Regions from separate parts of the Sus scrofa genome. Here region 2 is linked to region 1. Evidence: chromatin contacts called from public Hi-C data. All regions are on one chromosome and are shown on one strand. The core of a region is the stretch at or near the end of the contact, and the rest is flanking DNA. Distances in the headings are between cores, read along the strand shown. Region 1 has its middle 17 kb from the start of TRNAN-GUU. Region 2 has its middle 54 kb from the start of ALOX5AP.

Region 1 (5,305 bases), core at 717-3,216:
TAGATAAATTTATTGCATTCATTTAAAATCCCCCTTGCACGGCAGGGTGTGTCTTTGGGGAGAGGGGATGGAAGCTGTGACTGGCCTGGCTTCTCAGGCTGGTTCCCAGGGAGACTGAGGAAGGGGAGGTCGTGGAGGAGAGGACAGTGGGCCTGAAGGGGGAAATGGTCACCGTAGGCCACCTCCTCTCCTTTACAAGCCATTCCCACGGGTGTGCCCATTCAGCATCTTTTTGGAGCTAGTCCAGGAGAAGGAAAGCAGGAAGGAAGCTTCAGCAGAAAGATCCAAAGAGAAGTGTACTTTACATGCATGGCATTGTTTTTCTGTCTTTCCATATGGAGTGTGTCCTAAAAAAGCTCATTTCTCTGACAACGGTTCTAAAAGGAGGAAAAGTCCTTTGTAGCAGACTTAAGCATTCTCTCATTCCTCAGCCATGAGTGTGTACTAGTGTCAAGCCCTGTTCTAGGTGCCACCTGGAGCGACCCCGGCTTTTGTCTCGCAACAAGCATGGTGGTTAACTCTTCCCTGAGGTCTCAACCATTTTTTTTTAAAGGAGGCATTTTCCTCAACCTGGGTCTGCTGGCCTTTCAGAGACGCTAAATTCCCTTTTGCAAGTCAGACTGGGGTTAATGGCTCTTTTTTGCCGCCTCTGAGGGCTCTCCTGCAAGTGCTGAGCAGACAGTTTGAAAAGCTCACTTCTGTCTCATCTGTGTGTGTGTGTGTCCCCACTGGAGCCCGAGGGAGGAAGGAGGGAAACCTCAGAAGAGCTGGCCCCAAAGTAACAGCAGTAACAGTAACCTGTCTGGCTGTAAAGCCAGGGCAGGAGGAGAAAAGCCCAGGTTTTGAGACAGAATGAGGAAAAGAGGGGGAACAGAACAAATGAACATGAGCAGGCCCCCAGGAAGGGAAGGAGAGGTGGATGAGCAGATGGGGAGAAGTGGCTCCAGAAACTGGGAAAAAACCCACCTTCTGCAAGAGAAGGAGGCACTGAAAGAGAGCAGAAGGAAATGGAAACCAGCCTCGGCCTCGGGTGGGAGCTGGCAAGGACCAGATTACTCATCTTACACATCAGGAAACTGAGGCCGGGAAGGCAGAAGTGGTTTGTGCAAGGGTGGATCCTGGAAAGAATCATCTGCTTTCTCTCACCTCCCCTTCTGAGGTGAGCCAGTCCTGCCCCACCTGCTGCTTGGAAACCCCACGCAGACGCACCTGGGTGGCCGTAAGCACAGGAGGGTCCTGCGTGCAGTTTGAGTCTTGATTCCAGGTCAGAGAAGGGAAGGTCTTTGAGATCCCTGCCCTCCTTCTGGTTATCTGCCTCAGAGCTGCAGGTGGGGCATCTGCGGTGGATGCCGCGCCTCCAGACAAAAATCCCGGAGGATGTAAAGCCGGTTGTGAACCGGTGCATGGGCAACAGCTGTTGTGTGCGGAGCTGGGGGCCCTGCGGTTATGCCAGTAGGTACTGAAACTCTTTAAAGACCCGCAAGTCTGTTCTCCAGACTTTCTATGTAGCATCCTCACAGGAGACCTCATAGATAAGGAAAGACGCTCCTGCCTTTCTGCACAAGAACACCCTCCGGGTTGGGGTTTGCGGCTCCCCACTGCGCATGCTCACCGGTTTTTTTAGCTCCATCTTTGTAATGACTTCATAGTACCGTTATAGGTGCACCTGGAACCTTAGCCGGCTCAGCCTGGATTTCAGTTATGGGGACCTCTGTCTGCTTACTCACTGGATTGGTTATTTTCCGAGGTCAGGAGGTCCCAGTCCTGTTCATATCTGTACATTGCACAAATATTCAATGCTTTGAAATTTGAAACCAGCTGGCAGTGCAGGAAGGTTGGGGATCAGCTCTCTCAGAGTTCTGAAGGGTGGAAAGAAGAGGAATTTGATTGCCGGCAATGGAAGGTTATTCTAAGAAAGGGTGTGACAGGAAAGACAAATATAACTGGTAGAGTGGAGAGTGAGTGGGAGGAGAGAAAGTGGAAGTGGAAGAGAGGGCGGGCAGTGCCAGTGTGAGCAGAGGAAGGGGAAGGAAGTGGAGACTGCCCACAGGGCAGCCGGGGCTCCAGACTCAACCCTGCCCCAAGTGCCTGCCTGCTGTGGACCCACAAAACCTCAGCCTCAGACCTTCCTGTCTTTTACCTTTTGTTCTAACACTGGCTCATTGAAAAAGATCTTTTGCTTAATTTCCACCAACACTCTGATTTCGTACATTTGGCAAAAAGAGTTCATGGCCTTTGCATTGCCGTCCTGCTAAGATGAAAATAAATATACCAATTTAAACCATTTTAATGTTTTTTTTTGTTTTGTTTTGTTTTGTTTTACTTTTAAGGGCCGCACTTGCGGCATGTGGAGGTTCCCAGGTCCAATCGGAAGCTATAGCTGTCAGCCTATGCCACACCACAGCAACACAGGATCTGAGCTGTGTCTGCGACCTACAGTGCAGCTCACAGCAACGCAGGATCCTTAACCCACTGAGCGAGGCCAGGGATCAGACCCGCAACCTTATGATTCCTAGTCAGATTCGTTTCTTTTTTTTTTTTTTTTTTTTTGTCTTTTTGTCTTTGTTGTTGTTGTTGTTGTTGTTGCTATTTCTTGGGCCGCTCCCACGGCATATGGAGGTTCCCAGGCTAGGGGTTGAATCGGAGCTGTAGCCACCGGCCTACGCCAGAGCCACAGCAACGCGGGATCCGAGCCGCGTCTGCAACCTACACCACAGCTCACGGCAACGCCGGATCGTTAACCCACTGAGCAAGGGCAGGGACCGAACCCGCAACCTCATGGTTCCTAGTCGGATTCGTTAACCACTGCGCCACGACGGGAACTCCCAGATTTGTTTCTGCTGTGCCATGACGGGAACTCCATGAAATCATTTTTATTTCTTGAAAAAGTTAATTGTAGAATTTAAAAACTCCCATGATCCTTCTGGCTCTAACATCATTCTTGGCTCTTAGGGATGAAGTTTGCAATTTGATGCAAAATAACCATGATGTACATGGGTGTATGGGTCTAGTTACCCAGCCATGTATGTGGGTAATGAGGTTTCTTATCATTACATCTTTCCCTGCCCTGTGTTTCTGCCTTCACAGCCTTTAAATGTGCTGGGTTTGGCAACCATAGTCCGAATCTGGTTTCTCAGGAGTTTGGGGTAGGAATGAACTGGCACTTGGCTCTTGACTCTGTGATAGGGCTCTGGGCTGGCTTCCTGGGAAAATGTTGCTGTAGCCTCTGGGCCAGAGGTGCCTGGGGTGCCAGCTGCCACCACTTGCTCTTCCCTTGGCTTGAACCCCATCTAGAAACCTGAACATTTCCTTTGACATCTTATAAAGTCAGTGAGCTTCGTTTGTCAAGATAGGTCCTAGGGAAGTTTTCTTGAAAGTAAAGAGTCCATGAACTCTCCTTCTCAGGGAAACACAAAAAGTGGTGGCCACCCTTAGCACCCCAGGTAGCTGCTCTCTCCTCCCCCATCTGATGTGCAGTGTGTTGAGTTCTCCTCAAGATGGCCCTGGGGGCTGAGACACACAGTTCTCTGCGACCCCCTGGATGCTGGTGAGAAGCCTCAGGTCCACATTCTCATCCTCTTACCCCCAGCCCCCAGTCTCCAACCCCCACCCCATCCCCTGTCTCCTCCCTCACCCCACCCCCATCTCCTCCCCCACCCCACCCTCCAGTCTGCCCCCGACCCCATCCCCCAGTCTCCACTCCACTCTATTCCCCAGGCTCCACCCCCATTCTCCTCCCCCAATTCTATCCCCAGTCTCCTCCCCCCACGGTACCCGCCCAGTCTACTCCCCTCACCCCCGCCCCCGCCTGCCAGGCCCGCCATTCTTATTCTCCAGCCCCATTTCAGAGAAGAGCTTCCCTCTTCTGCTGGGCTTCTCCTCTCTATGGACAGTCAGTGGCTTCTGTTTGTCCAGAGAGCCCGTCACAGGAGGATGCAGCTGAGCCCTGACACCGGCTGGGCCCCACCTCCTGATTGGACATCATTTTCCTGTGCGAAGGCTTCCTGCTGGTCCCAAGGTTCCCAAGACATTGCACATCTCCCTCCAAATCATTGTCATGGAGACCTTACGGGCTCATCGGCAAGCTTTCTGACCCTGCATGTTAGGAATCTCTGCTCTCATAACCTTTGCCAGGCTGCAGGGTGGCCTGGGCATTAATTCTGAGGATGCTGTTGACTATTCCAGGAACTGAAGTGTTGGACCTTTCCCATGAAGGTGATTACTGCAAGGAGGGGAATGGAGAGAACCAGGTTTCCTGAAATAAGTCTTTATACTTAGTTATTGGAAGGGAACATGTTAAGGAAGAAATGTGGAGAAGTGTCTGGAACGCCTTGCTTAAATCCGGCATAGCTGCGCTGTATGGGAAGGGGTTTATTGACCTGCAGTGTGTTGTGTTCTGTGAGCCAATATGCAGAGGGGAGCGGGCCACGTTGCCAAAAGTCAGTTTCTCTGCCATTCACCCTGTGACTGTGGAAATCCTCTTGTTCTCTTGTCTTGGGGAAGGAAAGCATGATGCTGTCATCGTTTGCAAAGAGGAAGGTGTTGGAACTGCTGTGGCAGAAGGTGAAGTAATCAGAGAGCTTTGGCAATAATTTTCATGGGGTTTTCAAACTAGTAAACATTAATCTTACCTTTTTATGGGAAACAGGACATAATCACTAAGCAGTTGGGCACGTCAATGGAGGGACCATGAAAGCAAAGGGAGAAAGTGTCACCGAGTTGTCTACCCTCCTCAAATCCCTCTCGGTCGGCCGCAGAGCCTGAAATGAGTGTTTCCTCTGTACACAGCCTCCTGCCCCTACTCCACTCCACCTCACTGATGAGGATTCAGCTGCTAATATATGTAGGGTGCTTACATAGTAAGTGCTCAGAAATATTAACTCTCATGATTACTAATAATCTGACATATATTTCTGGAGTGGGGTAGTGGGTGCATGGTGTTCATTTTATTAAACTTAAAACTGTGCAGCTATCTCATAAATCCTTTTTATGCGTACACTGCATTTCACATACATTAAAATGCATGTGTTAAAAATAAATGAGCATTTATGAGATTTGCTTTAGCAAATCACATGTCCGAGGTTCCAGGATGGCACGGAAGGAAAATATTCTACCTAATGGCTAGACACGCGTGCAAAACAGTGGGACTCTCCAGGTGTTCTTATTCATGGATCCGAAAAATATGGGAATGATAAGAATAGTCCTGATTCCCTGGGAATTAAGATCTGAGCATGTTTTCATTTTTCCCTTCTTGGAAGATCAGCAGGTTCTAGAGGCCTTGGCATCGCTCCTGTTGAATCACCAG
Region 2 (5,305 bases), core at 2,092-4,591, 79 kb after region 1:
GGGAGAATGTACAAATGGGCAATTATGACACTGCAGAAAAGGAGCGTAAACCAGGAGGGAACCAGCAGACTGTACTCATCACCTGGGGCTGTAGGGAGCCTGGGCACCGAGCTGTGCAAGCAAGAACTGTGCCTGCAGATAGGGCTGCGAGTGATCCAGGGAACAGAGGCTGGAAGGGTCTCCTGGGGCTGGTGCACCCTGAGGTCTGTGTGAGGAGCGGATGGAGGATGCTCGGGTCAGGGGGTGGGGATGAGGGGGACGTTGGCTCTACTCTCTTTAACTTGGCTTCCTGGACTCTGGTCACCGGAGGCAGCCCCTTCACCCTGCATTGCTCTATTTTCTTTAGTCTCTGATGGTTTTCCATTCCCTTGCATCTTAATGAATATATACCTTGAGATAAGGCAGAGTGTATTTGCCCAGTGGGCATCCGGGAGACCTCAGGAAGTGGTTTGGCATTGACCTGGGAGAGACCTGGAGGCCTCCCTGTCAATATCAGCCTTCTCTCTGTCTCTGAAGGTAAGTTACTGAGGAGGCCGCAGGGACAAAAAGAGCAGCACTGACTGCCTTTCCTTGTAGGTGGAGCTCCCGGCTCTGACGTCATCTTCTAGCCCCCTCGTTTTCTGAGCAGATCTTTTAACCTCTTTGAACTGTTGTTTCTTGGTGAAAATCGTAAGAGTCCCTTCTCTGGCTGTTGTAAGGATTAAAAGATTCAATACAGACAGTCCCCGACTTATGATGGCTTGACCTAGGATTTTTCATCTTTATGATTGTGTGAAAGCATTATGCATTCAGTAGAAAATGCACTTCCAGTCTTGAATTTGGATTTTTCTTGGTCTCGCGATGTGTGGTCCCATCCTCTCTCATGCCACTGGGCAGTGGCAGTGAGCATGGCTCCCGTCAGCCACACAATAACGAGGAGAAACAACTGATACACTTACAACCATTCCGGACCCAGCCAGACACTCTGTTTTTTACTTTCAGTACAATATTTGATCGATTATATGAGCTAGTCAACACTTTATTATGAAATAGGTTTGGTGTTAGATGATTTTGCTCAACCATAGACTGATTTAAGTGGGCTGAGCATGTGGAATGGGCTGGGCTGAGCTGTGATGTTTGGTAGATGGGGTGTATTAAGTGCATTTTGACTGAAGATATTTTCAGTTTACTATAACCCCATCGTAAGTCTAGGAAGACCTGTGTGTACAAAGTTCCTAGCTTAGCTCCTGGAGTTTAATGGGCACATGAGAAACCTGCCAATTCCCATCAGTGGAAAATTTTGCCCAAGGGAAGCTTTAATTACAGTTCCTTTCTCTCTCTCCCAATTCAAGGATTTGCTTCCAAGACAATTAACAGGCCACAGAATTCTGCCACCTCGCAGCCGCTGGTGGCCAACAGACTCTGGTACTGACAGCTCTCAAAGCTGGGACAGGTAGGCAGGGACCAGCGTGTGGCTCCACGGTGTCCAGGGCTATACAAAACGTGCAGAAATATTTACTGTGCACAGAGTCACCCCAGCGTGGTGGGGCTTAGCAGGAAATCCAAGAAGCAAGATGGCTTTGGCATCACCTGCTCCTAGCCTGGCGGACCATATACCTTAATGGGAGGTATCATCGACAGACTGGGCAACCATTGCTTTAAAAATTAACAATAATTATCTCCCCTCCAACTCAGGAATAAATATCAGGTGGGACAGATCGGGTGTCAAACTTAGGCAATTAGAATGGGTCCCTGGTACCAGTTCCCTAAGTGTCCAGGTACCTATGTTCCTGGCGTGGATGCCTGGTGAGAAAGATGGGGAGGCACAGACGTATTTCAACACCAGCCAAGCACCTGGCATGAGCTTCAGCTCAATGCTGCAGGAGTATTATCTTTATTGCTGTTATTATTATTTCTCTTTTTCCGATAAGAAAATCCCTGGCTCAGAGAGGGGAGTAACATGCCTAAGGCGCTAGAGCTGTGAGAGGCAGAACCAGGGCTTGGCTCCTGGCTTCTTGCCCCCACAGGCATGGCACACGAATGTTCCAGCATCCTTTTGAAAGTTTCCTTGAGATGAGTCTCAAGGGGTCTCTTGATGGCTTCATGTGACAGTCAGAGGGAGGGGTTTCTTGCTGCTGAAGGCAGCCCAGATCCTGGGGTCTCTGTAAGTTTCCTCCAGAGATAGTTCATGGCAGCTTCTCTAGGGATACAAAGAAGAGAGGGCCAGATCCAGCGCCAAACAAGCAGCCAGGGGGACCAAGGCCATCACCAGGGTAGCCAAAATCCAGGCTATTGAGGATTTTCTGGAGGGATTCAAAGCCTCTCTTGAGTCCTATCCAGGGGCACAGAGGTAAAAACAACAGCAGCGCACACCGGAAGATTTCAGAGTCCAGAGGGGAGTCAGGCATGGGCTGCTGCCCTTCACTGGGAGGGCACGCCTTGGGGGTCCCCCGCATCCTCCAGGCAGTGTCCCTCCCAGCGAGCCCAGTATTTCTACACCTGGAAGGAAAGTCTGCTCAGACCATTGCAGGAGCCCAGGAGCAAAGCCTGTCTGGGGGGCCCAGAGGCTGGTGCCAAAACCCTTTAAGTCTCTTCCTTGTATCAAAGACCTGTCGTCCCTCCAACTCCTGGGCAGATCCTGATTTTTAGGTGGTGGGGCTGGTGGGGGAGGGTGGGGGAAGAGTCTGCATTTTCCTGGTGATTTTGATATGGGAGGTCCGTGGGCCATCATTTGAGAACTGCTGCTTTTCCTGCCAACACACCTTCCACTGTGCCTCCTTTGGCCCCATCAATACTTAAAGACATCTGTAGCCTCAGGGAACTTTCTAGAAAAAAAAGATTCCACACTGGAGTCAAGAAGAGTCTTCCTAGCCTCACGGTGGAGCTATAGGGGGTGTGTTCAGGCCCAGGGAGAGGACTGTTCATGCCACTCCGCCCAGGGAGCAGTCAGTGCCCCTACTAGGAAGAGTGTCCCTCTCCTGCCCCAGAGCCCAGACAGGGCGGCCTGGGCTAACCCGGGAATGGACGGGAATGGACAGGCACGTGCTCAGAGCAGGGCGGCTCCCTGCAGCCTGCTGGCCCTGAAGGGGCTAAGGATCTGCCTGGAACCCAGGATTCCAAGGAGTAACACGAGCACTGGGAAAACAGGGCCCTTTCTGGCTGGCGCTCTGGGCACCCCAGCTCTGGAGCTGCCCCCAGGGGGGGGCTGGGAAGAGGTTAGCCGGCACCCTCAGAATGAAGAGCGCACGCACGCACGCACGCACGCAGGGAGGAGAGATGGGTCTGCACTGCACAACACTTCTGAATGTTCTGGAAAGGAAAATAAAGTAAGTGCGTGAGGTAGTGACGGAGGTATTCAAAATATTTCCCTTTAAAGCTGGAGAACGCGTTCTTCCTCCTGCTTCCCTTTAGGCCCTTGTGGCTCTCCTCATCTTCCAGGGTTGTAACCACTGTCTCAGCAGTGACTCTAGAAAACTCCATTAGGCCCTTTCTTTAGGAAGGGAATTAATGACTTTGAAAATTTAGTGCTTTGTAAACACAGGAGGGAAAGCATTTCCCCCAGGCGCGCAGATTCCTTGGCAGCGAAGGGAGACTGGATGGGAAAGTAAATGTTTCCAGCCTGTCGAGAGGCCCCCACACCAAACACTGTCTGCTTCTTGTAAAGCCCGGCCCCACAGCGCTTCGGTGCTCAAAAATCCTGAAAAAGGAAGCCCGGAGAAAGCAAAAGAAACAGGAGCCACGGAGAACAAGACCGGTCTGATGAGCTGCAAAAAACCGAAAACCAAACCAAAACAAAACCGTCAGGCAAAACTTTCTAATGTCAATGCATAGTAAAAGTGTGTGTCCTTGGCGAGTCTAGCTTTTGACCTGAATTAGAGAAATCAGTTGTTTACACAGCCAAACCCACAGACTAATTACCGTCTTTGTTCTTTTGAACTTTTAGGCCTGGCCAGTGACATAAAATCCTTGGAAGTAAAAAAAACCTCACAGGACAAACATGCAGCAGTAAGCATGGGGATCAGGACGGCGGGCTGAATTGCTGGCATCCGTACAAGTTAGTAACACCAGGGGGAGGGGAGGTGGGGGAGAGGGTGGGGAGGGGGCTCGTTTGATAAAATAACGACATTCCAGGCGCTTTCCCAGAGAAGTTTCCTGGGCCTCCAAGTCTTTCTCCTTCAAAGCGGCCTTTCCCAGAAACTAGCCTTTTCCTGCCTCTTTATTCCCTCCTTGAGAAAACCACAGAAACATCATTTCAGCAAATCCTTGCATCTTTGAAAGTTGGCCAGTCCCATGTGGGGACCAGAGGATGAAGCTGCCAAGCCTACCCAGGGATTCACTCGTTCTCCCCCAGTGTTTTGGTTTGGTTGTGTGAACTCATTTATTCATTTAACAACAGTCTCAAGTGCTTCGGATTTGGGGGGGCGAGTCTTGGAGATTCAGGATTTGAGGCCTTCAAAGAGTGCCTCAATATTTGTCATAGCAACAACAGCTGAAAAAGTGTATTACTTTGGGGAGCACGACTTCTTTGAGTCAAACTGTCATGGCTTTCTCTTTGTTTCCTAATGTGTTTCTAAGGCTCCAGCCAAACTAGTGAACTGGAATTGCTGGGGGTCTTCCGGGCCTCGGAGCTCGGGATGACCCTTCCTGTTATTTTAACACCATTAGGAATTTAATAGGTCTTTGCCAAAAAGCCAGGAAACCATTTTTAATAGGATGGTAAGCCAATTTAAAATTAAAAAAAAAAAAAAAAAAGAATGCCGCCTAAGTCCTCTGAGAAGTTGAGTACACTTTCTTGATGTTCGAAAAATCAGAAAAATTAGGCTTTGTGGATTGCATAAAAAAGAGAAAAGTCCAGAAAATGCAACTTGGAGGTGCCCAAATCAAACCAAGCTTAAGCAAAATTCAAGGTGCTGGTGAGCAGGTAGTATTGGAAAATGTCACCACTCAGGCAGGCTGGCAGAGAATCTTAAAATCCTCTGTTCTCGCAAGGGATTACAGACTACAAATACTCAGGACCCTTTGACTTAACGCTATGCCACAGAAAGAATGCATCAGATGTCTATTTTATTTTATTTGCATTTTACTCTGTTTCACAAAGAATTTAAGGGAGTTTACAATGGAGACACAAAATACGTTTAATATATAACTGAAAATAGGAGCAAGAGAAAAAGAAAAGATAAGGGTGGTGACATAGAGCGGAGCCAAGAGTGAAGTGAGGAAAAAAATAAAAAGTACGCTGTGAGGCTTATCTTAGACGGCCCTCCAACGGACCACAAATCTGGCACCAGGAGTTAATGAAGAAAGGGAGACTGAAGTGTGTTTAACA

The links. Hi-C and Micro-C count contacts between places; a contact is called where the count stands out from the background.
Region 2: a contact with region 1 is called in a Hi-C map of fetal skeletal muscle, with 2.5 times the contacts expected there. The contact joins two enhancer-like sites. A contact is called at or near these places in 3 of 5 promoter capture datasets (fetal liver, fetal skeletal muscle and liver), 22 of 47 Hi-C or Micro-C datasets (adipose tissue, alveolar macrophages, blood and 14 more) and 2 of 2 datasets of contacts at active chromatin or transcription factors (alveolar macrophages and skeletal muscle).

Annotation. Positions count from the first base shown.
Region 1 is chr11:7,385,530-7,390,834 of Sscrofa11.1, forward strand. It overlaps a transcript of ALOX5AP not described here. Among named protein-coding and RNA genes, the nearest start is that of TRNAN-GUU, 17 kb to the left of the region's middle. Within about 2 kb of position 1,967, at least 17 of the 83 cell types and tissues checked have an H3K27ac peak or open chromatin away from gene starts, as enhancers often do. A contact at or near this core is called in fetal skeletal muscle, omental adipose tissue and skeletal muscle, where this site is marked.
Region 2 is chr11:7,462,675-7,467,979 of Sscrofa11.1, forward strand. No RefSeq gene overlaps it. Among named protein-coding and RNA genes, the nearest start is that of ALOX5AP, 54 kb to the left of the region's middle. Within about 2 kb of position 3,342, at least 32 of the 83 cell types and tissues checked have an H3K27ac peak or open chromatin away from gene starts, as enhancers often do. A contact at or near this core is called in fetal skeletal muscle, omental adipose tissue and skeletal muscle, where this site is marked.